Linked DNA regions of Mus musculus: region 1 is linked to region 2. The links are chromatin contacts, called in public promoter capture Hi-C maps. All regions are on one chromosome and are shown on one strand. Each heading gives the region's core, a stretch centred on a gene start, on an enhancer-like site or on the middle of the called end of the contact. The rest is flanking DNA. Distances are from core to core; before and after follow the strand shown. Region 1 holds the start of Rassf2 (Ras association (RalGDS/AF-6) domain family member 2). Region 2 overlaps Adra1d (adrenergic receptor, alpha 1d).

Region 1 (5,506 bases), core at 1,540-4,039, 480 kb before region 2:
AATTATATCATTTCCTCCTTCCCTATCCTCCATGTTAACCCTCCCATATAATTTCTTACTCTCTTTCAAACTCATGGCCTCTTTTAAAAATAAATTGCTATTACATGTATATACGTATACATACATATATTCCTAAATACATGAATCACATTGAGAAATTTTTGATAAAAATTTAACATCTGAATTATGATGTGCTGAAGTTTAAACATGTACCCATTTCATCCTTTGTGCAAAAATATACTAAATATATAGTATCAAATATAAAATACTTCATGAGTAATTTCTTTATATTATTGTGTATTTAAGATTTATTTATGTGTTTTTAAGACAGGGTCTCACTATGTAACCCTGGATGGCCTGGAACTCACAGATATCCTGCTTATGCCTTGCAACTGCTGGGATTAAAGGCAAGTGCCACCATGCCCAGCAAACTACTTTTATATTGATAACATGTTAAAATTTTGTTTTTATCACACCAGGCTAAACAGAAATATTATAAAACTTAATTTTACCTGATTTATTTTCCTCTTTCTCCTCCACCACCACCTCTAAGACAAGAGTTTCCCTATACCCTAGGCTGGCCTTGAACCCACAGTCCTCTTGCCTCTGTCTTCCAAATGCTGGGATTATAGGTGTGTGCTATCATGCCTGGCTTTCTCCAACTACTATTAACGTGGCTACTAGAAAATTTAAATGCATAACATAGCTCTTGTGAGGAACCCAGGGCCCCACCCTTTTCTTCTGAGTTACTGCCCCAGTATTTGGTATCATTTTTTTATTGGGCAGTTTCTTTTAGACGGAGCTCCTTCGCTGCTCTCGTAAGACAGTAGACCTTCCTGTGCAGTCTGCATGTGGAAGTCTGCAGTGTTGAAAGGTAAAATTCAAAGTGTGTTTCTCCTGGGCAGTGGTGGCACACACCTTTGATTCCAGCACTTGAGAGGCAGAGGCAGGCAGATTTCTGAGTTCAAGGCCAGCCTGGTCTACAGAGTGAGTTCTAGGACAGCTAGGACTATACAGTATTCGAAAGAAAAAAAAAAAAAGAAAAGAAAAGAAAAAAGAAAAGAAAAGAAAAAAAGAAAATTCAATGTGTGTTTCCTATTGAGAAACAGCATCTCCAGCCCAGATGCATCATCTTTGTCTTCTCTGAAAAGATGAAGGACCACTCTCCTCTCCCACAGCCTCGATATGAGGAAACAGACCATTAGAACGGTGTTTTCCAGTGACTCAGATTACCACTCACTGTATTCACGGAGGTGCTTTTTAAAGGTCTCACTATGTGCACGGAATAGTCTCAAATTCACACTCTTCTTGTCTCAGCCTCCTGAGCAATTATGTGTGCACGTCATCAGGCCTTGCCCGGTTTGGATTTAACAGGGTCAAGGACCAGTATTTCGGGCATTAGGAGTGTACCCTCATTGGCAGGAAGCCAGATGATTGGTTATAAGATGACCATTTGACTCAACGCGAGCCAGGGGAGCCAGGGAGCGGCTCTCCTGAGAGGCTGGGCTAGAACTGAAGAATTCTAGCAGCATCTCACAGACTTCTTCAATAGCAAAACCAGAGCCCTGCTGTTAGGAGTCATGGCTGCCCTTTGTCCTGTTTCTGAGGTCACGGAAGGCCAGGTTAGAAGAGAAGAAAGATTCCCTTGGAGAAGGTTTCCTGGAGAGTTCCTCAGCTCACCCTGCAAATCTAGCTTGAGAAAGGCTGCGAAGGAAAGCAGCTTACCTGAAACACAGTAATGGCTCCAGTGAAAGAAATTAATGGACCCGGTTTGTGTTTATAGCTCAAGGGGAAAGAACTAGATGCATTTATCTCCCTAACACCCCCCTCCCCTTTCACAGTAGAAAAAGCCGATCAGTAGCCTTCTTGTTCAGTGTTGTGGGACATTTCCAGCACCACCCCGCAGCTGCGCTTTGGCCTCCGCACATTTGAGGCTGGCTGGTCTGGGAACGGATAGCCGTTTATAACATTGTTTCTATGGGAGACACATTCCAAGATCCAAACAATGAGTTTAAAAGAGAATATCTGGCTTCCAGGCAGATGGGATGCACTTTGGAGGCTTGGCTGCCCTTTCTTTAACCGTTAGATTCCCTTCCCCTTTGGTTTGGGGACCAACTGCAAGGTCGGGCATATGTAAACGAAGAATTATGGTTAGAGGGTATAGAATCCGTAGCTGGGTGCTCCCTCCTATACACTAGAGTTCCTCGGAGGTCTAAGGATGGAGAGGAGGAGGAGGTGAGGAATGGACAAAGAAACTTGACTTCCTTCACATTGCCGTCACGTCTGCCGGCCTGCCGAGTCGAAGGGGCCCACTTAGCCCTTTGGCAACTCAAACCCTTTTGGGAACAAACCCGGGTGTTAGAAAGAACCACCACCCAACTCCACCAACTGCACATCCTCTGCTAGGAAATCTGCATTCTCTAGGCGGGCTGCTCCCTGGGAGTGACTGTCACAGAGCCAGGCGAACTGAAGAGCTTGGGCTAAATCTCGGCGTGGCTTGGAGAGGGCAGGCGCGATGGGGTGAGAGGCAGCACCTTATTCCCTCCACCCACGCTCTCCGCCTCCTCCTCCTCATGCACTCTGGCCTGCTGAGAAGAAACGCTGGCAGCCCGCGCGAGGTGGGGTGGGGGTACGCGGGGAGGGGGGGGGTAGAGATGAAGGGAGGAGGCGACGCGAAGCCACAGCATTGTCTGTCTTGAAGGGAGGGGAGAAGCTCCGCCCCCTAGAGGGGAGGGAGGGGGAGAAGGGAAAGAAAGGCAAGAGAAGAGGGGTGGGGAGAGAACTGCAGGGTGGCGGGTGGGTTGGTCAAGGATCGGCAGATAAAGGCAGAGCTCGGGGAGGCGGGGCGGAGGGGCCAGGTGGGCGGGGCGCCCGCCCTCAACCGCACTGTCGCCGCCCAGGCCGGCCCAAGCGAGCGGGTCCCGCGGATCACTGGCCAAGCACGCTGGAGCACCCCCACCCCCGCAGCGGCGCCCCCACTTTCCAACCCCTGCGGCGAGAGCGGATGCAGATGGTCCGGGAGACAGGCAAGACACAGGGCGCGGGGCTCGAAGAGCCGGGTACTGGCACAGGATGCGGGCGCAAGGTGCTGGTGGTCCTCTTTCCCTCTACCCAGCTCAAAGTTTTCCCTCAGTGGCCCGTGGCCAGCCTGGTCCGGTCCCTGACTCTTCCCTGTCCCCTTTTGCCACCCAAGCCACAAGGTGGGCTTAGATATGCGGGCTGCCCCAGAAGCAGCGCAGGCGGGCGCCCCAGCCCACTCCTTTTCCCCGGGTAGAAAGTTGTGGCCTGGAGCTCATGCTGCGGCTCTGACCCCTTAAGATCTTTTCTGAGGTCGACACTAAGTGCAGTGGCAGGAAATTGCCCCCATCCCCAGAGCAGGGTGTCCCCGAACTCCCTGGAGAGGTGAAGCGAGATAGCAGGTGCAGGCCTGTAGAGCTTAGGGGAGGGTCGGACTGTTGTGCGCACTCTGGCTCCCCGGGCGGGGACCACATCTCCAACCCGCGGCGAACCCAGTTCCCTTTGGGTTTCAGAGTTTAAGAGCGCGCGGTGCTCGGCGCACTTCCCCCTCCCGGGTTTCTTGTCCCTTCCGGAGCTTGTGCCTGAGGTCGCTGGAGACCGAGCTAGGCAGGTGCTTTCAAAAGACGGCCTGGCCACTCGTGTATTAGAGCGCTTACTCTGCACCCAGCTTTATCTCCGAGTGCGCCCTGGGAGGCAGCAGAATGGTGGAGTCCCGACAGGGGCAGATTTGGAACAGCCACTGGACAGATAGCCACTGTGCTTCAGTGGCAAGCTCAGCACGAGGCTTCTCAATGCTGCGCGCGCTTTAGTCCCAAGAGTCTGGAAAACCAGGGCATTAGAAACGATTCTTCCTGAGAGCAGAGGCCAGGGGTTACGGTAAGCAAGTGGAGGATTCCTGTAAGAGGAAGCGGTGGACAAATGACAATTTGTCAGAGCCGGCTCTGTCCCTGCGGTAAATGGCCCTGGGACAGTGGGAAGAAAAAAATTAGGGTCACGGTTCTCAAAAGATAGCCGGCAGATTCAGCCAGGGGATATCTTTGAAGAGCACGTAAATGAGGAACCTGAGGTTGATTTGCCATACTTTCAATCCACGTTTATTAAGTGGAAGCTTTTCCTACAGGTGGTCTGGGGGTTAAAGAAACCTCTGTGGCTAAGCTATACTGGATTTGAGAAGAGTGCCCCCCTTCCTCCCCTTGTTCTCATTCTCCCTTTCTGTCCTAGGGGACTAACTGTGGTATTTTCCTGAGCGATGCTCATTTGAGCTGTTGCTTATGGGCTGTTCCTCCTCCGGACTAAAGCCTGATTCCTAGGACCTGCTGCAGTCCAGCGGGATTCAGGAAGGTAGAGAGGAGCATCAAATGATGGCGGAGTGAGAGATGACCTTTGTTTGCAAAGAAGCATGTTTCTTGCCTTAGTACCAAAGGGGGCTATGAATAAATAGTCTGCCTGGCCACTTGGCACACTCCACTCTTGGAGGTGTGGACTGGTAGTATTTGGGGCGGGGTGGGGTGGGGGTGGGAGATCATGGGAAGCCACACCCATTTTTTCTTTAACAAATAGAAGAGCAGAAGAGTACTGCAGAAACACAACAAAACATGGGATTCGTGCACAAATGATGAGGGTAGACTTGAGAAACCTAGCTAAAAGGAGACCAGGGTATCCAAGATCCCCACACCAGCATCCATGGGAAGGGCCATGTTGGTCAGCGCATGCTCTGTTCTTGCACCCTTGGTTTCTGCAACCTTCCATCCCGCCCCCCACCCCTTCCTCGAGGGCAATGTCTCCAGGCTCTGACTTCCACAGCATACCTCTCTCCAGCTCACTGTGTCTTGTCTTTGGAGGTGCCTGCTTTCTCTCTATTTTGTGGTCTTTTAGGGGGAGGGCAATAAGTGCCATCCCTTGTTTTCAGTTTACTTCCTCTCTCAGGTGTTAGGGTCCGCTTGTTAGGGTCTCAGAGGCTGACTGGTTTCCCTTTGACTTCTTTCCTGGTACCTCGCAGCAAGGCTTCTTGTCTGGCCCTGTGTGCGCGCCTCTTAGGGATGGCTAAGGATCCCAGCTAGAGGTATGGGCAGGGCTGTACTTTTGACACTTCTGCTTCTCTTTTGGGCTGGACTCTGGGGCTTGCCAGAAAGGAGACCCGCTGTCCAATCACAAGAGAGCCTGAGCTGATTGTCCTCTTTGGGATTCTTAGAGAGGAAGTGTCTTCACAGCTTGGGAGGAGATGGAGGCAGATAGTGAGGAGTGTAGCTGCCAGAGTCCCAAGGAAAGGCTGAGTGGGAATGGGGGAGGGGAGCCCTAAGAACAGCCTTAGGGCCTGCCCAAGCCTCCTTTCCTCTCCTCCAGTGAAAAACTGCTCAAGTCTGTGTGCTTGGAATAAAAACATGTCCCGTCTCTGATCTCAAGTCTTAGACGCTGAGAGCTGCCCTAGCTGTGCTTATAATGCCAGGGCGACAGTCCTTCATATCGCTCTCCACTATTCCTGACCCCT
Region 2 (5,218 bases), core at 1,213-3,712:
CCGTAACTTACTCCTTTTTGCAGCCCATCCAAAATGCAGTCCATATAAGTGGGGAAATTTAATTAGTGAAGAAATCAGCTAGAGAATGATGGAGATGAGTGTTAGGTACCCACATCCCTCACCATTGGTGGGAAAACCCAAAACTCCCCTTAGGGGTTAAGCCTCAGTTTCTCACATTAGCAACTGACTTACCAGTCAGCAGCTACCCAAGGTGTTTCACTATCAGGCTAAACGCTTGCACTTGAACCCTGTCCTATCTCAGAGCTTGCTTCTGAGAAAACTCAAAGTAAGTCAGACCTCAAGGGAAGCAGAAGGAAATTGTTGGGGCTGGAAGCCTGCCTTTGAATCCCAGCCCCTTCGGGTGTGAGAAATTCCCTGTTCCAGGAAGACTCTGCAAAAGTCAGTTGTGCATAAATTAAAGTATCAATGTCTGCAGTAAGACTGGGACAGCACTAAAACATGGCATGCTGTCCACATATCTGAATAAAACCAGGCTGGCAACAACCACTGGACAACATAGTCCACTGATGTGTCAGCCACTGCTAAACAGAAAAAAATGCAGTCTGAGTCAGAATGGCATTTCCAGCATTTGGCTTGACTTTGCAGCCATTGAGGGATGCTATCCTTGAGGGTGCTCTTCCTGCAGGACAGGATCCTTCCTTCGGGCATTTTCCAGGGACTGCCTAACCCTTCTGCAGGGGGAAATAAGCCTTGCTGAGCCCTGGTACCCATAACCCCGCCGTATTTCAGCTACTGTTTCTGACCGCTCTCTAGATACAGTCAGTAAGTCCTTTCCCAAGTCTGTGGTACCTCTCTGAAAAGCCACAGGGCAGGGGAGGGATAAGTAGGGGTGGGTGAGTGGGTAGGTGGGTTGTTTGGTGGGTTAGTTTGCTTGCTGTTCTAAGAATTGAACCTGGGGCTCTCAAATGCTGCATGAGTTCTCTAGTACTGATCTATATTATCTCTACCCCAACACATTTAGATTAAAATCCTGCTAAGCACTGAGCCCTGAAATTTATGAATCCCATCCAGAGAATTATTATTGTCTCCAGCTCACAGAAAAAGAAAGTGAGGCTTTCAGTGGCCAAGTAGCTTGCCAGGGGCAGCATGAGCAGGTGGGAAAAGGCTGGGCTGTGTGGTGGGTACTGTCCTCTCCTTCCACCATCTCTTAGCATCAGGAACTGTTTCTCCATGTGGGTAGTAGGTGATATGCAAGGGTCTCTGCCATATTGGGGTAAATCAGGGGGAGAATTTGTCAGAGAATGCCATGCCTGGCCTTCTCTGTCTCTCAGATCTGCAGGCTTTGTCCAGAGTGACGCTTGTGCTGAGGATGAGATAGGTGAGAGGTGACCTCTAGGCAGCACCTTTGCACTCAGTCTCCTTCCCCTGAGAACGGCTTCCTTGGAGTCCGTATTGGGGATACTAATGGAGATATTTGTGGAAAACCAGGTCTTAGTGCCCGTTTGCACTTGTCTGGTGTTCTGTTCCCCCACCTAAAACCATCCCAGCTTTTCCTCAACACTTTCCCGGGCACAGCCCTACAGGGCTACATTTTGACAGCCATGGGTATTGTGCTCTGAACTGGGTCTCTCACCAGCTTAAAAATAACCAGAGCTCTAACTCCCCCACTGAAGGAAAGCTGTGCCTTAATTCAAGGTCCTCCATTATGGAGCCTAGATGAGATGTGAGCTCACCCTACAGGATAGCCACAGGCTCCGTGCCTGTCCCATCCTGCCTAAGTCTGAGATGGTTGGAAGCTGTCGCTGAGCCTACGATCAGCCCTGTGCCCCATTGGTAGTCACACTGTCACCCAGAGCCAGCACCACAGTTTCACGACTCCTCTACAGTACCGAGCACTGAGCAAACCTCTCCCTTTCTGTGCTTAGGCAGTAGAGTACACTGCAGAGACTGAGTGCTGTAAAATGCTGTACAAAAGATTGCTAATGAACTCATTTTGCTGGAAAAGGTTGTCAAAATATTTTTACGTGAGACTTGTAGCAGAATCGTACTTCCACATCAACGTCTTAAAGAACAAGACCTGCTGGCGTCCTCTAGAGACCGCCCTCAGCAGAGAGACCTCCACACTGGCGGCAGTAACTAGGCTCCGCAGCAAAGACTGGTGGAGCCGGTTTCTGGCAGTCTCTGGGCGGTTGCTGTAGTCTCCAGGCTCATGAGCCTGGCAGATGACAGCCTTTGTCCCCATCTTGGGGAACGTTTAGGGACATTGTTTCCACTTTTCGAGCTCAGGGCACACGCAGTCTCCAGTTTCTATACGAAACTGGCTGAATGTGGTTTGGTCTCTTTCTGGTTGGGATTCGTTGCCTGTGCCCAAATAGTTTTCTAACAGGTCGAACTCGGAAAACAAGAGAAGATGGTTCTTTTTCCCCATCTATGTTCATAGAGAGAAACACTCCCGCCCCCTTGATAGCACCCACCTCGTGACTCAGCTTCTGAGGTCGGCAGCAGTCCTTTGTCAACCTCCCTCCTAACCCCATCAGTTAACTAGCCTGGTCTCTGTTCTCCGCAGGTTCTCTGTTCCCTCAGCTGAAACCATCAGAGGGCGTCTTCAAGGTCATCTTCTGGCTGGGCTACTTCAATAGCTGTGTGAACCCGCTCATCTACCCCTGCTCCAGTCGCGAGTTCAAGCGCGCCTTCCTCCGCCTCCTGCGCTGCCAGTGTCGCCGCCGCCGCCGCCGCCTCTGGCGAGTCTACGGCCACCACTGGCGAGCCTCGACCGGCGACCCGCGCTCCGACTGTGCCCCCAGCCCGCGCATCGCACCCCCCGGGGCTCCCCTAGCCCTCACTGCACACCCAGGCCCGGGCTCCGTAGACACGCCGGAGGCGCAGGCTTCGGTCTCCGGCCGTCGAAAGCCAGCCTCCGCCCTCCGGGAGTGGAGGCTGCTTGGGCCGCTACAGAGACCCACGACCCAGCTGCGTGCGAAGGTGTCCAGCCTGTCCCATAAGTTCCGCTCTGGGGGCGCGCGGCGCGCGGAGACTGCGTGTGCCCTGCGCTCGGAGGTAGAAGCAGTGTCCCTAAATGTTCCCCAAGACGGGGCAGAGGCTGTCATCTGCCAGGCTTATGAGCCGGGCGACCTCAGCAACCTCCGGGAGACTGACATTTAAGGACCGAAACTCAGGCTGAGGAGGGTGCTGGGGCCAGAGGTGGGGTGCTTTATAGGATTCTGCCTTCGGATCCAAAACTCTGACCAGGGTGGCTGCTCCATCTCACCTCAAAGCAACCGGAGCTGGACCTGGGGTCGGAGCACTCGGAAGGTGGTGGGTTATGGTGCCGCCTGCTGGACATAGTTGTCCAGAGCTCTTCCTGAAATGGAAGAGCTGCGGGATTCGCCCTTCTCATCCAGTCTAAGGAACTGTTTAGTCAGCTCCTGATGTCTAGGCAGAAGACTTCAAGTATGGCTACTCCCCTTGGGGGGGAAGAGGTACAAATTCTCGTTTTGCTGCTCCCAGGGAAAAGATCCGTGGACAGTTTTACTCCTTACTGCCACCTGGAGGAAGTCAATGGACCTACTGCCATAGGACCTGCCATACAGCAAGCTTTGGTGGTATATTGGATGCCCGCCATACAAATCTGTTGTTTTTGCCCTGGGCTCACTGCCCCCTTCCCCACACTCCTAACTGTATGAATCCCTCACCATTCCCACCCACCCCCCCGCCCCAGGGCCTTACTGTTTACACTGTGTACATAGTTCATTGTGCCTGTCTGTGCCCATCACTTCTCACTGGGATTCCAGGCTGCCAACAGGGGAGAGCCTTATTTATCATTTTGAGACCTATTTATTGGTAAGAGTACTTATATTTTGTTCAGACTGTGCAAACTGTCCATCTTTGGCCTGTAATTCATATAGAGCCTTCTTCTGAAATCCTTAGCCATCACAGGACAGTCTGTGTTCACCTTGCTGGTGTGTGGAGGGAAGGTCATATAGCTCAGAAACATACTTTGGGAACTGGTTTTCCCCTTTAATCCATGGGGTCACCACTGTCCTTTGGATCTTTTAGCAAGACTAAAGGACTTTGGTACTTTGTTGGCTTTTGAAAGTCACATAAGCACAGACTTTGTATCAGCTCCCCCACCCCCCCCACCCACCCCCCACCCCCAGGTGCATCTGCAATGTTTGAGGGCCTCAGGGAACATAGTGGCTACATCATGCAAGTGATAAATCGTTACAGAGGATCTACACACCCAAGCAGACAAGCGTGTGGATGTTAAGAAAAGCCATACCTAGCTGTGATGTTCCTTAGCTCTGAGTCGAGACATACATCCCATGGATCAGTCTCTGAAAAGAAAATATCAACCGCATGTATCCAACCTGCATGGGACTGATAACTGGGAGCAATCAGCCCTTAGAGGGACACCTTTCTAAACAAGACCCTGAAACTGGAAGAGCCAGTTACTGGCTCCAGCATGGATCGGTGTTGTGAACCAAAAGTTTCTGTCCTTTACTAAGGAGGTAGTCTGCCTGAAACTCCAAGCCTTTCTCGATAATTTTACAAGAGTAGTAGCTGGGATCAGAAGGAAATGGTTTACAAAGTGATCTGGGATCTGCGTTTTCAAAGCACCCAGTACAGAGAAGCAGTTATAGCAGGCACTGGGAATGTGCTACCTACACCAGAGTGCCCCTTTTGTACATGCTGGCCTCCTTGAAGCTAGGGGGCAGGCTTCTCACAGTGGAAGGATCCATGGGTCAAGTCAGAAATCAGTCAGTTGGTAGCCCCCAGTGTCAAGTTACTGAGCACTGATCTCTCTGGTAGAAGGGAGCCAGGTTTGCTTTAAATGCCAGCTTAGGTGTTTGGGGTCCCACTCAGTACTTGTGCTAAGCACAGCAGTCGTCCATGACCAGGCTTCAGCCCTATGCCCTGTGCACACTATTGCTGCTCACACCGGGAACTGAGCGTGAATGAGGAGCAGAAGGGTCTCTTCAGCAGAGGCCTCCATGGATCTTGCTTTGTAGCTAATAAAGCACAGCTGCTGACCTCACTCCTGGATCTGACAGGATCTCAGCAGAGAGGAGTAGATGGACTCATGATGCCCCTGGGTGGCTTCAGGAAAATCTGGGGAAATGTACCATTTCTTGGGTTCCTGGGGGCCATAGCCCCTTAGCCCATCCTACGAGTCTGACTAGAAACTGTTCCTGAAGTTCAGGTAAGACAGGAGGCCTTTGCCCTCATGTGATCTTGAAGGATAGGTAAGGCCTCAGGC

Evidence for each region. Promoter capture Hi-C pulls out the DNA fragments that hold promoters and counts their contacts.
Region 1: a contact with region 2 is called in a promoter capture Hi-C map of trophoblast stem cells, with 2.5 times the contacts expected there. The contact joins the promoter of Rassf2 here to the enhancer-like site in region 2. A contact is called at or near these places in 6 of 39 promoter capture datasets (embryonic stem cells, hippocampal neurons, liver and 2 more), 1 of 484 Hi-C or Micro-C datasets (embryonic stem cells), 2 of 115 datasets of contacts at active chromatin or transcription factors (astrocytes and embryonic stem cells) and 2 of 9 other capture datasets (embryonic stem cells and pancreatic islet).

What each region holds. Positions count from the first base shown.
Region 1 is chr2:132,027,271-132,032,776 of GRCm38.p6, reverse strand. It overlaps Rassf2 (Ras association (RalGDS/AF-6) domain family member 2), which reads left to right and starts at 2,789. Exons shown (of 11, transcript NM_175445.4): 1 at 2,789-3,026. It overlaps Gm31179 (a long non-coding RNA gene), which reads right to left and starts at 2,326. Exons shown (of 3, transcript XR_374996.3): 1 at 1,726-2,326.
Region 2 is chr2:131,543,850-131,549,067 of GRCm38.p6, reverse strand. It overlaps Adra1d (adrenergic receptor, alpha 1d), which reads left to right. Exons shown (of 2, transcript NM_013460.5): 2 at 2,528-3,711. The coding sequence ends at 3,123. The region is part of intron 1 of Gm39938 (a long non-coding RNA gene); the gene reads right to left. Among named protein-coding and RNA genes, the nearest start is that of Gm39938, 8.2 kb to the right of the region's middle. Within about 2 kb of position 2,462, at least 62 of the 459 cell types and tissues checked have an H3K27ac peak or open chromatin away from gene starts, as enhancers often do. A contact at or near this core is called in trophoblast stem cells, where this site is marked.